2 separate regions of the Mus musculus genome follow, and region 2 is linked to region 1. Evidence: chromatin contacts called from public promoter capture Hi-C data. All regions are on one chromosome and are shown on one strand. The core of a region is the stretch at or near the end of the contact, and the rest is flanking DNA. Distances in the headings are between cores, read along the strand shown. Region 1 holds the start of Tecr (trans-2,3-enoyl-CoA reductase). Region 2 holds the start of Dcaf15 (DDB1 and CUL4 associated factor 15).

Region 1 (3,082 bases), core at 183-2,682:
GCCCTGGGAAAACTACCAACAATAATCATGATACAGAAGATGAATAGCAATATTAGTATTCAACTTGTGATAAAAAAAAATAGGATTATTTCCTATGTATTGGAGGTTCCTGAAGTATGCCAATTTCCAGAGACAAGTGGTGGTTGCCAGGGGCTGGGGGAGGAGGGAATGGGGAGATACTGTACACTGCTGTACAGCTTCAGTTTTACAAGATCAAAGAGAGTTTAGAGTACTTGCCTAGCAGGAGAAAAGCCCTGAGTTCTAAGCCTAGCACTACAAACTGAGGGAGCAGGCAGGGAAGGGGAAAAAAAAAAAAAACAAAAAAAACCCTAACCTAAGGCTAGGCTGAGGTTGACTAAATTCATCACAAATTTAAGATCTGAGGGGAGAAATACACACAACTCTCAGCTTGGCAGCTTTCATTTACCCGGAACCGCACTGCTAGTGGTTAGAAACTATGCCTTTGAAAAGAAATCTGCATTTCCTTTCTGTTCTGCAATTACTAGCAGGGACCTTCCAACAACTCACTGGACATCTCTGACTTTCACCTACATAGTAACAAACTACAAATCCCTCCGCAGAGGACTATGAGTCTGAGGACATAACAAAACCTCAGTAATACGGTAGTTAGCCCTGACTAATGTATTCTTACTATGAATGTGAGCAGTGAGTTACTGTTTTATGATGATTACTTAAAAGTCAGCAACAACGAAATTAGTATCATCAGGTCGAGAAGAGCATTAGAAGATTTGGTTTTAAGAGGAAAGGTGACCCAAGATACAGTCAGAAGACATGAGCTTCCAGAATGGTCTTGCGCATTCAGATTTCTTCCCTGGCGGTCACGGGCTGGCGTGACCCTGGAACCAACTCCCTCGCCGCCCAGGCATCTTGGCGAGGTGGGTGCGAAGGTCGGAAGAGGCAGGCTGGCTGCAGAGCCCCTCCTGAGCCCGAGGCGCTGACAACGTGCAAGGATTGTGCAAGAGAATCGTTCGTACCAAAACCAAGTGCTCCGCACCGCACTCCTCCTGAACACCTGCCACTCAGGCCATCAAGGATGCTGCAAGGAAGCTGCAAGCTTCTCCTAGGCCCTGCAAGACCCTAAGAAAAGGCATCCCCAAACAACCTGGGTGGCAGGTTTATAAATACCCCCCTGCACATGCGCAATGAGACTACACTGCGCCTGCGCCATGGCGGAGAGTCAGACCATAAAAAAAGGTTCCGAGGCCCTGCAGGACACTTGCGGTCTGCGGTAATCATGGCCCAGGGCCCCGCGCTGCTTACCTCGTAGTGCTTCATGGTTCTTCCACAGGATGGCACCTGCTCTGCTGCAACTGAGTGGCCGCCGTACCGCACCAAACACCACCCAGCTCCACACACACTCGGGGAGCAGCACTCCCGGACTCCGGCTCCGCCCCCCTCTATGCGTGCGTCCCTCCTGCCAATCAGCGTGGGGTGCACCCACTGCTCGCGCCACACAACTGACCAATCAGATTTCTCGATCCAAGGAGCGCAGCGGACCCCCTCCCCCCCACTTTGGCAAGCAAGATTAAAACCCGGCCACCCACCAATCAAAAGGAAGCCTGGGCGCCGCGCGCCCTCTGGCTCCGCCCATTGCAGTGTTGCGGTGGAAATCCAGCGACGTCAGGCTGAGGGGTCAATGCGGCAAAACGAGAACAAAGAGCTGCGTGGCCCGGAGAGCCAGGCTTGGGGTGAATTCGTAGATGTAGAGAAGCTCATCTAAGAGATGAGACCTCAGATTATCATCCATCACCAGGACCCTTGAAAGGACTCCAGATATCACGAATGGAGAAAGGAAAAGAAAACCTGCACCGCATTCTACAGGTGCCCCTCCTAAAACAGCTCCTGTCAGTTGAGCTGGCCCTAGAAGCAAAACCACCTTTGTCTCTGCCTGCGTTATCGTGTACAGTTTGGTTACTACTGGCCACATGTAGCTACTGAGCCCTTGAAATATACAGGAAAAAAATGACAGGTGCTGCCAGTCTAAAAATACAGGACATCAGAGAACAGTGCAGAGAAAGACGACATTACAGGGGCTGGTGAGATGGCTCAGTGGGTAAGAGCACCAACTACTCTTCCAAAGGTACTGAGTTCAAATCCCAACAACCACATGGTGGCTCACAACCACCCATAATGAGATCTGATGCCCTCTTCTGGTGCGTTTGAAGACAGCTACAGTGAACTTATTTTAATAAATAAATCTTTGGACCGGAGCAAGTGGGGTTGGCCAGAGCAAGCAGAGGTGTAGAGGTCCTAAATTCAATTCCCAACAATCACATTAAGGTTCACAACCATCTGTACAACTACAGTGTGTACTCATATATATAGAATAAATAAATCTTAAAAAAAAAAAGACATTACAAATGAAGGCATTTGGTATCCTACCTAATGGGCTCAATTCAATCCCAGGGACCCACATAATGTAAGGCCGGAACAGAGACACCATGGCACATGTGCAAGCACACATATACACACACTCTCATAAGTAAATATAAAATGTTAAAAGCCTAGTGCAGCCAGATTCTGCTTGCTGTAGTCTGCAGCCTGAATATATATATGTATATACTGCAGGAATAAATGTTCAGACATGGCATTTAGGGTTAGTTTAATAATATTATATAACAGGCCCAATAAAATTGTAGACTTTCTTGCCAGAAAAAGGGGGGAGGGGCTGTGGATCAGAACAGACGTTTTCAGTAGAAGAAATACAAATGGCTAACATATATCTCAAAGTATTCATCATTCTTTAGAGTTAGAGAAACAGAAATTAAACTTTGAGGCTTCATCTCATCTCTGTCAGAATGGATAAAACCAATAAAACAACCATTAACAAATTCTAGAGGGCGTGTAGGGAAAGGTAACCCCTTGTTCACTGCTGGGAGGATTGCAAACTGGTGTAGCCACTATGGAAATAAGTTTGAGAATTCTCAAAAAGCCAAAAAAATAAACCATATAATCCAGCTATACTGCTCCTTGGCATATGACCAAAGGACTTCTCACTCCACAGATACTTGCTCAGCCATGTTGGCTGCCATACACAGTAGCTAGGAAATACAACGTACGT
Region 2 (3,082 bases), core at 362-2,861, 510 kb after region 1:
CCCCCACCAAGGACCCAGGTTACATCCCAGCCGTAGCCCCGTTTGGATCCAGAGTCCTCCCAGCCCTAGCCCTACGTCTCCCTGTGGAAGGATCCCTCACTGGGACAACTGACTCCTTCCTGAAAACTGACGCATGAGACTAGGATGTGGGGCCATGCATTTATCTGCCTGCTCCCAATTAGCCCACAAGGGGACCCATCTCTCTCTTGATAATGTAGTTACTGTGCAGACTACAACTCACAGTAGAGGCGAGGACAGCTTGCAGGAGTCTCTATGTCCTCTCACTGCGTGGCTCCTGGGGATCTCACACATTATTAGGTTTGGTGGCAAGAGCCTATACCTATAGAGCCTCCGAACCAAAAGCTCCCAGTATTCCCAATGCTCCAATCCATTATTAAGAAAACCCCTTTCTTAATTAACTGCCAATCAACTGTCACACCCTAAAACATCACCAAGGAAGGATCTGAGGAAACAGGCATAAAGCTGACCACTGGGGAGCTATTCTGGCCCGCCTTCAAAAGATAGCCATCTAGTGGGAAAGAAGGCCTGGCACCTTGCCCCTAGTTCATCTCGACCCATGAAGGGAATGGCTTTGTCAGACAAGCCTTCCTGAGAGGATATAACCCTTGCCCAGGGAGTGTCTAGGCTAAGGGCAGAGCCACAGCCTTGCTTAGGGAGCACCAGGAAAAAGCACAGTTCGCCCTTACCCAGTTCCCAACTTCCTGTGCACATAGACAATCTTGCTCCACAGCTGCCCACCTAACATTATTCACATCCCTGTCCTTTCAGGTGTCCTCTGACAAGGGAGACAGAGCCCTAAGTGGCTTCCACTTTGAGAAGACCTGGCCCTACTCTGGAAACATTCCTCCATTCAATGAGTGAGGCAGACCTAGGTACAAGCACTAGATATAGAGATGGTCAGAGCTTGGACAGACAGGGAGCATCCAACAGAGGCTGCCCATTGTCGGTAGCAGGGGCTCTTCAGGGGTTTGGGGGGGTAGCTCCAACAAGGGGCAGTGCTTTGAAAAATCGGTCTAAACCAAGGTCTCCCCTTCCTCCAGATTCCTCGGACAGCTTCTACAGTAACCCGCCCATCAGCCTCCATCCCCGGTCTTTCCTCCATGATTCTCCCCGGCCTCCGCCACCCAAGCCCCTTCCTTCTTCACTGATCTCGCCTAGCAGCCTTCATTCAAGGCCCCCTGCAGGTGACCCGCCTCACTGGCTGCACACAAGTCACCAACCTTCGCCAGCCCAGCCCGCGCCTCAGCACCAGCCTCCACACCGCCAAACCCATCCCCATCCCCACCGCCCGGCCCGCCCAGCCCCCTCCCGGCCCCGCCCCCCACCTCGCCGCGCCGCCCTCCCTCCGCCGCCTCCCGCGTCCCCTCCTCCTCACAACCGGGCGCGCTCGCCTCAGACGCCAGGCCTCACCTTGACTCGCTCCAGCTGCTTGAGAACGTGTTCCCGCCGCCGCCCCACCGCCCGCTTCCCCCCGGTCCCCCCAGGGCCTCCGCCGGCGCTCCCGGCCCCGCTGTTCCGCTCCGATTTCGAGCTGGGCGCCATTTTCACCCCCTCCCTCCACTTCCGGAGCAACCGGTCCCTTAGCCCCGCCCCTGGCACTTTCTGATTGGCCTTTTCTCCTTACTGCGGCCGGCCGGTTGGGTGACAGCCGGCATTCCTTGTCGCTTCCCGCTACGCTTGTCCATCAAAGCTATCTTGGTTTTTGGTTGGTAAAGATGGTAACAGCTCCCGCCTTATTCCCGCCCTTCATTAAAGATAAACCACTCAGAAACCACTTTGGCGCTCCTCGGCCAAAAAACTTCAACTGAATAGGCGAAGATTTCTGTCAGGCTTGACATTGTCACGCCCCTGAGTGGGTTTCCGTGGAAACCACTGGCCGTCCAGCGGCCTGTGGGCGGGGCTATGGGAACCTGTGGTCCATAAGGGCCAGAATCTCCAGCCCTGGCTCTGGCTCAGGCTGGGAGGGCCGAGGCCTGAGGAGCATCCCTGGGCAGCTAGGGAGGAGACCAGGAAAAGGCGGTGGGGAAAAAAATGGCTCGTTTTAAAACATCTTCCAGGCCGGGCGTGATGGTTCACGCCTTTCCAGCACTTACGAGGCAGAGGCAAGTGGATCTCTTTGAGTTTGAGGCCAGCCTGAGTGAGTTCTAGGATAGCCAGGGCTACACAGAGAGACTCTTGTCTCAGAAAAACAAACAAAGAAACAAAACAAAGCATCTTCCGGACGACGATGACGATGATAGCATCAGACAGATATCATGCTGTTTTTAAAAAAATTAATTTCCATGGGTCAGGCGTGGTTCTGAGTTTGCACCTCCTGTGGAAGGCCTGTTAAGCCTATCATACTAATTAATAATGGTAATAAATATTACGGGACATGACAGCTTCATGCACCAGTTTTGCCTACATTCACTCAATCTCTGCAATGGTCCTTTATTTTACACGTGGAACAGGCATAAAGTGAACTCCCCTGAAGACATGGCACTTGTGTACCCAGACTGCTGGCTGCTCTTTTTACAGCCACATTCGGTTTATTGAGAACCCAGCTAACAGGACAGGTCATAAACAAGGAAATGAGTACCTGTCCTTGAATTCCAGGTATGGGTAGAAAGGCAGTTGGATGCAAAGTAGCTTTGTGAAGCGGGGGAGGAGGAATATTCCAGCAAAGACAAAGGTTTCTGGAGAGGTTCAAGACTAACCTGCCATGATGTATGGATTAGTGATGGGGACACTGCTGAGAGACTTACTAGGTGATCTCTTCTTTATGCAAAGACTGGAGGGCTCACTAGCAGCCCCCCTCCCCCCAGCATGAGGAGAAAATATGACCATGCATGTGCAGACCCAGCCTCAGCTGAATCATAGACTAGTGGACCCAGAGCAGGAGGGAAAGGAAGAGCAAGGAGGCAGTGTGTGTGTGTGTGTGTGTGTGTGTGTGTGTGTGTGTGTGTGTGTGTGTGTTTGTGTGTATGTGTGTGCGCGCGCACAGTGTACAGATGAGATTTTGCCCATGAAAGTGTATGAAAAGACAAGAGGTCAAAAATGGTCTTCTCACTCTCCACCTTAA

What was found. Capture Hi-C pulls out chosen DNA fragments and counts their contacts.
Region 2: a promoter capture Hi-C map of liver shows a contact between it and region 1. The contact joins the promoter of Dcaf15 here to the promoter of Tecr in region 1.

Annotation. Positions count from the first base shown.
Region 1 is chr8:83,593,059-83,596,140 of GRCm38.p6, forward strand. Tecr (trans-2,3-enoyl-CoA reductase) reads right to left here and starts at 1,433. Exons shown (of 13, transcript NM_134118.5): 1 at 1,282-1,433. The coding sequence starts at 1,296. The region is part of intron 2 of D830024N08Rik (a long non-coding RNA gene); the gene reads left to right.
Region 2 is chr8:84,103,186-84,106,267 of GRCm38.p6, forward strand. Dcaf15 (DDB1 and CUL4 associated factor 15) reads right to left here and starts at 1,612. Exons shown (of 13, transcript NM_001357322.1): 1 at 1,432-1,612. The coding sequence starts at 1,563.